Linked DNA regions of Sus scrofa: regions 2, 3 and 4 are each linked to region 1. Evidence: chromatin contacts called from public Hi-C and HiChIP or PLAC-seq data. All regions are on one chromosome and are shown on one strand. The core of a region is the stretch at or near the end of the contact, and the rest is flanking DNA. Distances in the headings are between cores, read along the strand shown.

The links. Hi-C and Micro-C count contacts between places; a contact is called where the count stands out from the background. HiChIP or PLAC-seq counts read pairs in DNA pulled down with a chosen protein or histone mark.
Region 2: an H3K27ac HiChIP or PLAC-seq map of alveolar macrophages shows a contact between it and region 1. The contact joins the enhancer-like site here to the promoter of FJX1 in region 1. A contact is called at or near these places in 9 of 47 Hi-C or Micro-C datasets (embryonic fibroblasts, fetal skeletal muscle, fibroblasts and 5 more) and 2 of 2 datasets of contacts at active chromatin or transcription factors (alveolar macrophages and skeletal muscle).
Region 3: a contact with region 1 is called in a Hi-C map of fetal skeletal muscle, with 2.6 times the contacts expected there. The contact joins the promoter of APIP here to the promoter of FJX1 in region 1. A contact is called at or near these places in 1 of 5 promoter capture datasets (liver), 2 of 47 Hi-C or Micro-C datasets (embryonic fibroblasts and fetal skeletal muscle) and 1 of 2 datasets of contacts at active chromatin or transcription factors (alveolar macrophages).
Region 4: a contact with region 1 is called in an H3K27ac HiChIP or PLAC-seq map of alveolar macrophages. The contact joins the enhancer-like site here to the promoter of FJX1 in region 1. A contact is called at or near these places in 3 of 5 promoter capture datasets (fetal skeletal muscle, liver and skeletal muscle), 25 of 47 Hi-C or Micro-C datasets (alveolar macrophages, brain, embryonic fibroblasts and 15 more) and 2 of 2 datasets of contacts at active chromatin or transcription factors (alveolar macrophages and skeletal muscle).

The regions. Positions count from the first base shown.
Region 1 is chr2:25,422,053-25,425,225 of Sscrofa11.1, reverse strand. FJX1 (four-jointed box protein 1) reads left to right here and starts at 1,677. Exons shown (of 1, transcript XM_003353898.4): 1 at 1,677-3,173. The coding sequence starts at 2,319. It also overlaps a transcript of PAMR1 not described here.
Region 2 is chr2:24,627,470-24,630,642 of Sscrofa11.1, reverse strand. It overlaps a transcript of TRAF6 not described here. Among named protein-coding and RNA genes, the nearest start is that of TRAF6, 21 kb to the right of the region's middle. Within about 2 kb of position 1,697, at least 4 of the 83 cell types and tissues checked have an H3K27ac peak or open chromatin away from gene starts, as enhancers often do. A contact at or near this core is called in alveolar macrophages, where this site is marked.
Region 3 is chr2:26,093,350-26,096,522 of Sscrofa11.1, reverse strand. It overlaps APIP (methylthioribulose-1-phosphate dehydratase), which reads right to left and starts at 1,503. Exons shown (of 8, transcript XM_003122870.3): 1 at 1,248-1,503. The coding sequence starts at 1,304. PDHX (pyruvate dehydrogenase protein X component, mitochondrial) reads left to right here and starts at 1,628. Exons shown (of 13, transcript XM_003122869.4): 1 at 1,628-1,830. The coding sequence starts at 1,677.
Region 4 is chr2:24,845,359-24,848,531 of Sscrofa11.1, reverse strand. All of the region lies in intron 1 of LOC102163604 (a long non-coding RNA gene), which reads left to right. Among named protein-coding and RNA genes, the nearest start is that of COMMD9, 28 kb to the right of the region's middle. Within about 2 kb of position 1,476, at least 8 of the 83 cell types and tissues checked have an H3K27ac peak or open chromatin away from gene starts, as enhancers often do. A contact at or near this core is called in alveolar macrophages, omental adipose tissue and skeletal muscle, where this site is marked.

The sequences.
Region 1 (3,173 bases), core at 428-2,927:
TGGTGTGGGCCATGGTGGCCAGATAATATTCTCAGACTTTAACTTAATTAACCGACCTGTTGAAAGCGTATACTTCTCTCTAGTTAGATGATATTCTACTTATGCCCACAAGGTGGGGATCTTGCTTATAGTTTATCCAAGCTGAAAGCAACGCATTCAAAAAAAAAAAAATTCTCAAAAGTAAAACCAAAAGATAAAAAATTAAACTCAATTTACTGAGCACTTTTTTAGTGCAATATACTATGTTAGGTGATAAAGACACATAGAAAGTTGTTACGACATAGTCCTTCCCCATTAGGGAAAGATGAGGGTTAGGAGTTTGCACAGAGCATGAAGAGAGTACCTTTAATGAATTAAGATTTTGATATATCCATATGGGGGCCATAGTAATATCATCAGGTAATATGTATAAAATGGCATGGTACTGCCACCGTGGGGTGCAGAAGAGATTCAGCAAAGACCCAACACTTCAGTCACTATGGAAACACTTGACACTACACTGGATCAGCACTGGAAGGCCCCAGGTGTGGTCCTTGGACCCTCTTAGTCACAAACTTTAGAGTATCTGCCCTCTAACTCTAGAATATTCATTCTTTGGAGCATAAATATAATCAAGGCCAGGTCATGAGCTGTTGCAGTGAAAACCCCCATTTGTATCTGATGGGGGATAAAAAGAAAGAAAAGAAACACATGAAAGGAAACAGATTTCAAACTCCTGCTTTCAGAGGTGGATTCCACCCCCATCCCCCCCAAACTTGTGTCTTACCTGAGAATCTTGATTTGGATCTGGGACACAGGCTCATTCAGGGAAGTGAGAGGGAGAGCCGATTCTTATCCAAGAGCTCTCTAGGAGGACTGAATGCAAAAGTGGCTGGAAGACAATATGGTTTGTTTTGTTTTGTTTTTTTATTCTTTACTTTTTTGCTCCTCCACCCCCTCCTCCAACCACTTCTTCCCTTAAACCATTAAACTATGAAGTCAAATGCAATATGGTGGATTTTTTTTTTCATTTGTTGAATTGAAAATCCTATTTGAGGAATATAGTGACTAGCTAAATGACAATGGTCTTTTAAAAAAGGAGAATGCTAACAACTTGATAAAGATAGTGAACTTTCTCCCTAGAGGGAAAATCAAGTGGCATGCTGCCCAGAGACCTCAGTTTGAATTTTAGTTTCTCCACTTGCTACCTCTGGGATCTTGAGTTCGCCTATCCCTTCTCTGCCTCAGTTTCCTCCTGGGCAAAAGAGGACCATTTCATTGGAGAAATGGTCTCCGAAGCCCCTTCTCCTGCATCAGATCTGATCCTCGGTAACAAAGCTCTCTGGGGCAACCGGTACATCTCCCTAGAATGTGAGCTTCGTAAGCACGGGGACCGCATCTCCGCATTTTACTGCTCTCTGACCAGAACTGAGGACAGATACTTTGTTGAACACCTGCCTAGGTGTTTGGGCACAGCAAAGTTTAATTCCCAGTGAGTCCCTCGGGAAAGGCGGAGCTACCAACCTCAAAGCGCACAGCCCTCAGGGACCAGTGTGGTGAGCGCGCTCAGGAAAGGGGGTGTCGGTTCAAAGTTGTTTGCTACAGATGGTTCTCCTAACCGGGCTGGAGTCATATCCTCTGTGGCTCGGAGAGATTCCCAGGGATTTACATAAGGCAGGGTGAATCACCGTCTGCAACGGAGAAGGCAAAGGGACCCGCCCCAATCCACGCCGGGCGGCGCGGAGAGAGCGGTGGGGGTTAGTCTGAACTTTGCTGGAGGACGGGAGCTTCCCTAGTGCAGGGACTCCGCGACCACTCTAACCCCCGCGAGAGCCAGAGGCGCGTAGCTCCCACCCCGCGTGACTTCAGCTCGGTGCTGCCGGCTCCGACGCCCCCACGCGGGCGCCGCCAACCCGGCTTCCTGCTCCTGGCCCCTAAGTCCCTGAGTGAGTGTGGGACCGCTTCTCCCGCTTGGAAAGAGCCATCGCCGCTTTAAGGGGAAGAGAAGAGGAAGGGGCGGGGGAGTGAAGGGGGGCGGGGAGCGGCGGAGGAGGAGGGGGAGGGGGATCCCCCCTCGCTCCCACGTGGTCCGGGCGCCTGTGAATCGCGCCCGCCGGAGGGTCTCACAGCGAAATACAAAAGCAGCTGGGAAGCGGCAGCGAGGCTAGTTCTCAGCGCCGGGCAGAGCGCCGGCTAGTCTCGCAGCGCCCCGCTGCAGCGATGGAGCTGAGGCGCCCGGAGCCCCGGAGCCAACGAGCTGCCGGGCCCGCCTCGCCGCCGAGACCCGGGCGCCGGGGCTTGGCTTGAAGCGGCGGCGGCACCGGCCCGGCCGGGGAAGCATGGGCTGGAGGATGCGGGGCGCCGCCGCCACCGCGGGGCTCTGGCTACTGGCGCTGGGCTCGCTGCTAGCGCTGTGGGGCGGGCTCCTGCCGCCGCGGACCGAGCTGCCCGCCTCTCAGACGCCCAAAGACCGACTCCCTCGGCGCCCGGCCCGGAGCGGAGGCCGGGAGCCAGCGCCTCGCTTCCCTCTGCCCCCGCCCCTGGCGCGGGACGCCCGCGGCGGCTCCCTGAAAACTTTCCGGGTTCTGCTCACCTTGGCGGCGAGCTCTGACGGCCCGCCCGGGCAGCCCCCGGGTGAGCGCAGGCGGCACGTGCCAACCGGACGGTCCTGGCCGGAGGAACGCGCCGCGGTGCACGGGGGCGTCTTCTGGAGCCGCGGCCTGGAGGAGCAGGTGCCCCCGGGCTTCTCCGAGGCCCAGGCGGCGGCGTGGCTGGAGGCGGCGCGCAGCGCCCGGGTGGTGGCCCTGGAGCGCGGGGGTTGCGGGCGCAGCTCCAACCGGCTGGCTCGCTTCGCCGACGGCACCCGCGCCTGCGTGCGCTACGGCATCAACCCGGAGCAGATACAGGGCGAGGCCCTGTCTTACTACCTGGCACGCCTGCTGGGCCTCCAGCGCCACGTGCCGCCGCTGGCACTGGCTCGGGTGGAAGCTCGGGGCGCGCAGTGGGCTCAGGTGCAGGAAGAGCTTCGTGCCGCTCACTGGACCGAGGGCAGCGTAGTAAGCCTGACTCGGTGGCTGCCCAACCTCACTGACGTGGTGGTGCCCGCACCCTGGCGCTCTGAAGACGGCCATCTGCGGCCCCTGCGCGCCGTGGGGGCCGAGCTGGCCAACCGCAGCCAGGCGGAGCTGGTGGAC
Region 2 (3,173 bases), core at 448-2,947, 790 kb after region 1:
AGCCAGGTCTGCGACCTACACGATAGCTCATGGCAATGCCAGATCCTTAACCCACTGAGTGAGGCCAGGGATCGAACCTGCATCCTCATGGATGCTAGTTGGGTACGTTACCACTGAGCCACAATGGGGACTCCTGGATCTTGTTTTACTAGCCCTTCAGTCCATAGAAGAATTCAGAGGAGCAGTGGAACCGGAGCTTTCCTTTAATAAAACTGACTACCTCAGGCTGAGTCAAGGAGAGAGAGGCAAGAACATCAGGAACAGCCAAGAGGCAAGACTGTGAGTGGGCAGGGGTGGGTGGGGTGGTGGCGTGAGGTGGGGGATGGGGCTGGAGCCCAGACTGGGTGGAACAAGAGCAAGGCACAGTCTGGAAGGCCCCACTAACCCCAGTGGACACTTGACTGTGTGTGTATGTGTACTTGGCCTCTAGCCTTCTGGGCTACTTTAAATCCTCAGATCTTGACTCTGGAGGCAAGGCATTGTGATAAACCCATTTGTGCTCTGGGGACTATATTTTATAAGTGAAAAAAGAACAGAAAATATCAGAATGCATCAGATGTACTAAAAGCAAGTGTTTGATAAACCTTTCATGTTAGGTGGGTACATATTATTTATTCATTTATCTCTATCTAGTCTAATTTATTGTGGGTAGTGAAAAAAAAATTCCAAAAACATGGACCCTAAAGGCATAAAAAACAGTCAATTTCAATTCTATTACTCTAATTGTATTCAGAAAACCTGCCTTACTTCCTTTCCATCTTTCACAATGGCTCCAAAGGAATCTCAAATCAGTTGGAAATAAATTCTACGTTCAGGCTCCTAACTAGTCTAAGAAGGAATGACTAGTTACCATCCTTAAGCCCTTTCGGTGGGGCTTTGTCTACTTTATCTAGACACCTCAAGTGAAATGACCAGCCTGGGCAAAGGAACTAAGGATTAAGACGAAGAGGCCAGACCTCCTCAGACAGAACTCGCGCTCTATTTTTAAATCACCCTCTGCCAGTCAGGATAGAGCAGCTAGGAGGAAAGTGGGGTAAGAAGGGGAAGGATTATTTTTCAGGATTTGGAGATCTATTTTTCAGTGCAGTTCTATTATTTAGCTTTCCGTAGCATAAATTCTGTGAAGATCAGACTTGCTGACCCACTTTTATATTAAAATGTACAAAACCCTACCCAGCCTAGCAAAAACTTTGTGATTATGCATCATTTTCTGCCAAGGCTACAACCATCACTTTACGAAGTAATCCTACCCCTGCTGGTCCTTGTACAAAAGTTAGTTTTGAGACTATGACAACACTGTAACAGACATCTGTAAGAATGGACTAGATGTGTTGTTAAAACCTGAAAACTGCCTGAGAAGACAAAACAGTCTAGTCATTCAAGCAACTCTTAATTTAGCTTATCTTGCAAGACAAGTGAGGCTAACTTGACCTATGTCACTTCTTGCTTATGCCTCTGAAAACCATAAGCGAAACTTAAACTGTTCCCCCAAATTGATAATAAACACTAACCAATTCTCTTTCATTTAAGAAAATTCTAATACTGTAAACAATAACTATTAACAAAAAAAACACTGTCCCCAAGCTAGATAAGCTGCATTATAACAATACACTTCTGAGCTGCATTCCAGGTTTTGGTTCAAATGCTCCCAGTTTGCAAACCTTTGGTGCATGTGCAATAAACTTTTACCAATTACCACTTCAATGATTCATTGGTTTTACTTCTGTTTTTTCCTGAACTTTTGACAGTGTCAAATGTAACCCAAGAGGCAGAATTTTTTTTTAAATTTCTATAGCTTATTCTGGGATTAATAACTACTTCACTTTTGAATATTTAATTTAAAAATAAAGGTGGGGTTTTATAAAGCAATTACATGTCTTACCAGCTTTCACATTCCACGTAGGGAAATTAAGTCTATTTTAGAAGAAATAGGGGTTGACCCTTTGAAAGCTTATTAAAAATGATTTTAACTGCCCCACAAGAGACAGCCATTACTTCAAAACTTATCCATGGAGCATCTGAACGCTAAGGAGGGGCGGGGAGAACACAGCGCAGAAACTGGTGAGAACTAAGGCTTCTCATTTACCTGTTTCACAATAAGTTCAACCAGTTGTCTGGTTTCACACTCTCACTAGTTTCTTTCCCCTTGGGCCTAATTTTGTTTTGCGAAATGCAGTCTTTCAGGCTCTGGGGCAGAAACCACAGCCTAAACCAAGGACTAGAATGAATCCTCATTTATTATTTCCTGAAAGGGCAGAACATTAATTTCATTTCAAGTGAAAATTAGTGCCTATGATTTTTTCCTCCCTATTAGTGAGTTACAGAGTCTCCAAAATAGAAAAAAGACAAAAATTAAAGCAGTCTTACTAAAAAACAGTTGAAATATCCGTATTTCATTTTATTTAGAGTACTTGTGGGGTAAAGATACTGGTGTAATGTAGAGGCTAAGAAAGTATCAACAACCAACAGGAGGGGTAGGCATGTCAGTCTGGCATGTGTTTTCTTCTAAGTTAATATTCAACGAGGTGCCAATCAGGGAACACGGTTTGGATCATATCCTTGCAACCAAGATGTGGTCTAAGGTTAAAAACTCATGCCTTTGAGAGATAAACGTGAACCTACATTCATCACACGGGTTTAGAAACAAGGCACCTGATCGACTACATGGAGCACAGAGACCCTGTTTAGCCCTTGGTTGACCCTGCAATTCAACTGTATGGACCTGACGGAGACAGCCCATGGCTGAGCTGGCAGAAGCAGGGCTGTTCCATGCTGTGCGTGGTGGGGGTCGGGGAGCAGGGCAGGGTGTGTGGCAGTTAAGTCAGGATGGCTTCCCCACCCTTTCACACAGCCTGTTCTTAAACTGAACATTGATTTTCAGTCTTTGTAGGATAAATGTCTACCTCCTTCCCCTTTTCATTCACCCCTTCACAAAACACAGTATTTCAGAGTCCAGATGGGTTAGGAAAACCACTCACAAATTCTGTGGCACTAGTAAGCTTTAAGCAACAGCAAATTTTTTGTCTTTTTAGGGCCGCACCGTGGCATAGATCCCAGGCTGGGGATCAAATCAGAGCCACAGCTGCGAACCTATGCCACAGTCACAGCAACGCAGGGTCTGAGCCGTCTGTGACCTACACCACAACGCTGGATTCTAAACCCACCGAACGAGG
Region 3 (3,173 bases), core at 254-2,753, 670 kb before region 1:
GGGGGGGGAGTTCAGTATATATGTGATTTGGGGAAGGTGGATACCTGAAATCAAGCACCTGCTTCTGCAGAGGATTTCACTAATCATGAGGAGCAGATGGCACCATTAATGATCTTACTGCTCTTCTAGATATGAGAAGACACAAGAAATTGGGGTCATAAAATCTCCTGAAAATATCTAACTATCAGAAGGCCTAGTCTGCCAGTTTTTCACAGAACACAGAGTGCCTCATTCCTGATCTCCCTGGCCTTCTTTCAAGAGTGTGCTGAAGGTCAGCGGCTGACTGCAGCGGCTAATGACCTAAACCTTGTGGAGGCAGCGGGTGGGTGACAATTTTTAGTTGGCAGTGAAAAGAGGAATAAATACGTAAATTGTAATAAGTGAGAGGAAGAAAACAAGTGACTTTGCTCATCTCTGGAAAGTCATTTATTCACAGAAATACTGGCTGATAAGTTTTTCCTAATAAAATCTGCCACCTTTTACTTTTTAATTGGGACCTTCTGCCCCAAGGAAGAATAACAGGAGGAATAAAGAATCAGGTCGTGATTTGAGGGGGAATTCCCAGTCTCTTCAGCAGCGCTTCTCACTTGTAATGGTTTACTGGTCTAGCTCTCCTCCAGAACCCAGGCCATTGTCTTAATTACCACCCTGAGCACATGGGTGTTCCATAAATTGTTGGCATGCAGAAGTGAATGAAAAGTTATGTGCAGCCCGAGGGTGGAATCTTCCTGTGACTTCTGCTTAAGGAAAAATCCTTCCTAGATCATCCCACAACCAATCTAAACAGAAGCAGGCAAAGAGCAACTTGCGCAGAGAAAGTGCCAGCTACTGAACAGATCCGGCTCGGGGACGTTTCCCAAGTACCTACTACGCGCCAAATGTCAGGCTGGTCGCCAGGGCGCAGAAGAGCTCATAGTCTGAGCTCCGTTTCACCCGCGGCTTCACGTTTCCCCGGTCTTCATGAGAAGTTACTTTGAAATACACACTTAATACCGCTCTCCTCCGTTATTTTTCCTTATTCAAGGTTTGGTGCCCAGCTCCTGTCTCCAGAGAACCCCAGCCGGTGGAGCAAAGACCTCAGCGGGAGCCGGGGACTTAGGTCAGCACCCGCAGCGGAAACCGCGGTGCGCGAGGGTCCCGTTGGGTCCGGCCCGAAACCCCACCCCGCCCGCGCCTAGCTTCCGCCGCCGAGCCCCGCAGGCGCCTCGCTTCCAGGGAATAGAAGGCGCCGGCGGCCCCGCCCCTACCTGCGCGAGGCATTGCCGCGAGCTACAGTCTCCCTCTGGAGCGTGACAGCCAGACATGGCCGGGAGCAGAGGTACCCGCGCCCTCCGGTCTTCGCAAGGCTTTGCTCCCGGCCCTCAGTTGGGGCTAACACGGCGAGGCCAGAAATGCAATCAGGCGGTGTGGAGGGCAGTCCGGAGGCGGGGCGGACAAGACGAAAGGCGGGTCCGGGAGGGCCTCGCTGACCGGAGGCCCAACCGCGCAGCCTCATGACCGGGAGGCGAGGCCAACGAGTTTGGAGGCGGAGCTAGAAGAGCTGCTTGATTCCTGCGGTTTACGAGTCGCGGGCGTCCAGGGGGCGTGTCCAACGGGGTGGGAGGCGGGGCCTTGTAGGGCCTTGATGACTGGGCGAACAGGCTGTGCTGAGGGCAGCCCGCGAGAAGGCTGGGAAGATGGCGGCCTCCTGGAGGCTAGGCTGTGACCCGCGGGTGATGCGTTGCCTCCTGGGCTTTGGCAACTGCCCGGGGCTGGTGAAGGGAGCTGCTGGATGGTCTCTCGGCCGCGGAGCTAGTTGGAGATGGTATCACAGCACGCAGTCTCTTTGGGGTGAGTGGCCGGGACGCGCTCAGCTCCTCTGTGCATCTGAGCAACGGGCCTGGGGCAGGGGCTTTTTGATTAAGGGCCTGCACCTGGGTGTGGAGGTGCCCGGAGCCTCCCCGCTCCCTTGGCTTTGTCTCGGGGAGGGTTCTGCTGACTTGGCCTCGTGCATGCCGCAAAGGGTTTTTTGGAAGCTAGGAGAATTTGACTCCGTTCCCTGGCCTCCTGGTTGGTATGGCTTCTCCGTGACCTTGCCTTGGATTTGGGGTTGTGCGGCCTCTCTCAAGCCCCTTCCTAGTCATTGTTAGTTTCCTTTAGAGTTGTCAAGTTGCCCAAGTTTGCTGAGATTTAGACGTCACGTTAGTGGTTTTTATTCATTGTTTTCACCCTTGTCTACTGGAAGATCTTAGAGGCCAGCGGGGTTGCCTCACGCGAGTACTGGTAAAGGACTCAATTTGTAAATGTCTAGGCATCATAGGCATAGGTCCGGAAAAATGTTTTATGCGAAACATGGCTTGAAAGAGTGGAAATTTAGGGGGAGAAGCTTACCAAGAAGTGTCGACTTAAAGCCAGGCCGCCCAAGTGTTGTGAGTTTTAAGTTTTATTCAGAATATGAGTGAGGATTTTAGCCTGGGAGACAGCCGCTCTGCAGAGGTAGAGAAGCCAGATTGTATGTGAATTTTTTGGCTAGGAGATAAATGCGGTTAGGCATACAGGTTGATAAAAGATTACTGCTAATCACAAAGAGCAGATATCTCAGGTTAATGGTTTTAGTATTTTTCTATGAATGGGAAGATATAAGAATTCAGGATCATTAAAATTCTTCTTGAAATGTGTTTCGAATTATCTAAGGGCCTCTTTATCCAAAACACCCAGTGCTTCATCCTGAATTCCTCTCAGGTTGCACTGTCTGTCGCTGGGCAACTGCAGTGGGTTATGATTTAACCCTTGTAGAACTGGATTTGCCATTGAAATTCTTCATTGTTTACAAAACTTATTGTTGAAAGTTGTCTTTAAGTAGTGATATTGACAGAGCTAACACAATTCCTACGGTGTTTAATGGTATATACTGTAGTGTGCCCTGCATTATTTTTCTTTACATGAGGATGGGGGTGGGGCGGATTTTGAGTGTGATGTATTTTCTGCCAGTCTTTAGTCACTCCTCCGCAGGATGAATTGTAATATGAAAAATTAGGTGCAGTAGGCATTGCCCACATATTCTGAAGCTCAGAACAGAAGAATATTTACACAAAGTTACAGGGTATGATGAGTGCGCTGAGATTTTATGATCCTGTAATGAGAACAGTTTATTTCAATTTTTTCTACTTAATGTTTAAAAAATACCTCTTGGA
Region 4 (3,173 bases), core at 227-2,726, 580 kb after region 1:
TTCCTTGCCAACCTTCCCTTCTTACCACCTGCCACCAGTGGGTCAGGCTCCCCCTCCTGCAGGCGGGAGAAGCAGGGGACCGCTGAGGACCACATGCAGTTAGAGCATCCCTGGGGACCGTGGTACTGGAGGCGAGAAGGAGAAGGGTCTCTGTGATGGACACCGTCCCCCTGAGACTTGGTTTCCCCTGGGGCAGCAGGCCCCAAACTAAACCCTCCTCTCCAGACACACACCCCTTCACTCACTCACTCAACCAATGATACTTGAGATGCCAGCTGGCAGGAGAGCTGAGTGGCCGCTGGACCAGTTTCGTGAGGACCTTCAGACAGAGGCTTTCGAGAAAGCCACAGACATCTCAACATAAGGCACGGGCTTGAAGCCTCCCCAGAGCCAGAGACGCTCTCCACAAAGCCAGCAGCATTTCCTGCCCACCCCCCTTCCTCCCGGCCCCAATCTTCCCTCTGCTGCCTGGAATAACCACGTCCTGCTGCCAGGAGCTGTAGCCCTCTGACATGGGCCCCTCCCCAACCCCCAGCTTTCTTCTTTGGTTCTGTCCTCTGTTCCCAACTGCCCTGAATGTCACAAGGTCCCTCTGAACTCGAGTCCATCTGGAGCAGCTCCCTCCCCAGCAGGACAGCCTGGCGTTCCCAGCCTCAGGGGGCCAGTAGCCCCCACCTTCCCCACCCACGTCTTCTCCTTGATTTTGATTCTGTTCCCCCTGCCCTGGAAAAAGGCTTCTTCGCATTGTAAATTCCTGTGCCTTAGTTTTTCCAGAAATGGAAAACCAGAGCTCGCTGGTGGCCTAGTGATTAAGGATCTAGCATTGTCACTACTATGGCTCGGGTTCGACCCCTGGCCAGGGAAATTCTGCATGTAGTGGTTGCGGCTCCCCGTCCCCCCCACCCCAAAGAAATGGGACCAGAAGACACTTAGCTGTGTGAGCTCCAGTGAGTTATTTCACGTCTCTGAGCCTCTGTTTCCTGACCTGAGGATGGCTTAGGGCACATGACGGCCAGAGGCTTTATGTGACAAAGTCGAAGTGGGTCCCACTGTCGGCAGATCCATCCCACTGGGTTGATGAGAAACACAAACAGGTTTCTGAGTCTGCTAAGGAAAAGCTCACGCCGTTCAGAAGGGCTGTGTCGGTGGAGAAACACCTAGAAAGTGCCAGCTCTTTCTCGAAACTCCACTCCCCCCCACCCCCACACTGCAGAGGTCAGGGCTGAGGCCAGAGGCCCCACCCAGAACTGTAGGAAATGCTTTCTGCAGGCACCTGGCAGCCGCCTGGTGCTGAGCTTAGAGGCTGGAGCAGAGCCATTTTGCAAGGAGCCGGCAGAGATGAGTTTAATTTGCCAGATAAATGTGTCAGGGTGGGGAGCAGAACGAAGCTGGGCTGGAAGGACACCTTCACCAGCGACCTGAAGTCTCGGTCAAGGTCTCTAACGTGGGGTGTCCCTCACAGGGACCACGCCCCCTGGGGGCTTGTTTGCAGTCTCGCTGCCTCTTAGTTGTGACATGAGTGGGACAGGCTCTCTGGTCCCCATGTACGTGCTTTCACTCAACTTCATCACCCAAAATGCAGGGCGATGCCAAATACCATGTAAGCAGGCGCCGGAGATGGTGAGGGAAGAAGGTGGGCGTGGCCCCTGCTCTCCGATGGGCCGTGGGCGTGGGACACCCGCATCTCTCCCCAGCCACCGGAGGCGCTGAGAGCTGTCCCTGCTGATCTCAAGCTGCTCCCCTGGCTTCTGTGTCCAGAGCTTGATGCTCGTTATTGTTTTAAAAAGAAAAAATTAGACATCACAGAATCGAAGCTCTGCCCAGGATCATATCTACTCCCTGGGGCCAGTGCTCCGTCTGCAATGTGGCACCACTTCTGGTTTAACCCTTTCCATCTTGCCCCCCACAGGGCTGATGAGGAAGCTGGTAAAGGTGAGCTCAAGGCAGGTGGTGGAGAAACTGTAACTCAGAGTTCCCGTTGTGGCTTAGCAGTAAAGAACCGACTAGTATCCCTAAGGACACAGGTTCGATCCCTGGCCTCGCTCAGTGGGTTAAGGATCTGGTGTTTCCGTGAGCTGCGGTGTAGGTTGCAGATGTGGCTCAGATCTGGTGTTGCTGTGGCTGTGGTGTAGGCTAGCAGATACAGCTCCAATTTGACCCCTAGCCTGGGAACCTCCATGTGCTGCAGGTGCAGCCCTAAAGAGAGACAGACAGAAAGAAAGGGAGAGTGAGAGGAGGGAAGGGAGGAGAGAGGAAAAGAAACTGCCACGGGACATGGAGTGGCACCTATACTGAGGACGACGAGGAAGCACAGACTGTCTAAACAAGGCAATAACACGATGCATCTCCCATGGATTTATTATGTTCATTTAGCAAATATTTCCTGAGCACATCCATTGTGTAGACCTGTGCTGGTTCTGGGGATATAGGTCGAGCAACACAGACAAGCTTCTCCCCCTCATGGTACTTTCTAGTGGGGAGACAAACAATGACTCATTAAATAGATAAGTGTTCACATAAATTCATAAAGAAGAGTTGATATCGGGGAGTGGGAAGGAGACAAATGGGATTCTGCAACTGAGAAGAAAAGGAGGAATCTTCTTTAGAGAGGATGGCCTGAGAAAATCTAAGGAAGTGGCTTTCTTGCTGAGCCCTAAAAATGAGAAGGAGGCAATCATGTGAAAACTAGGGGAAAGAGTGCTGCGTGGGGATGGGGAGTGGAAGGGGGTGAGGAAGCAGTGTGTGCAAAGGCCCTGTGGCAGGAAAGAGCTTAGAGGACCCCTGGACCTGACGGTTGGTGTGATGAGGCACATGAAGGATTGGGAGGCAAATGACAGATGTCACTGTGCTGAGAGGCTACTGAGAAGTGACAGTGCGGAGATGAAGAGGGTGAGCCCATGCAAATGTATTTCAGACCCAACAGGACTTGCTAGTGGGTTGAAGCGGTGGGGGTGGGGCAGCGAGGTCTACACATTTGTGGTTGCAGCTGGAATTTACTGAGATGGAAGCCTGGGAAAAGAACACCAGGCCAGATTTACTGTCTGGGATGCATTGTGACGGCTGGTTTAGAGGAAGGCAAGCCCAGGGCAGTGGAGCCCAACTCGGAGCTAATGATGACAGGCCCTAGGCCAGTGACAGTGGGGATGGTCACACAGGTCCCTGCTCAACAGGCA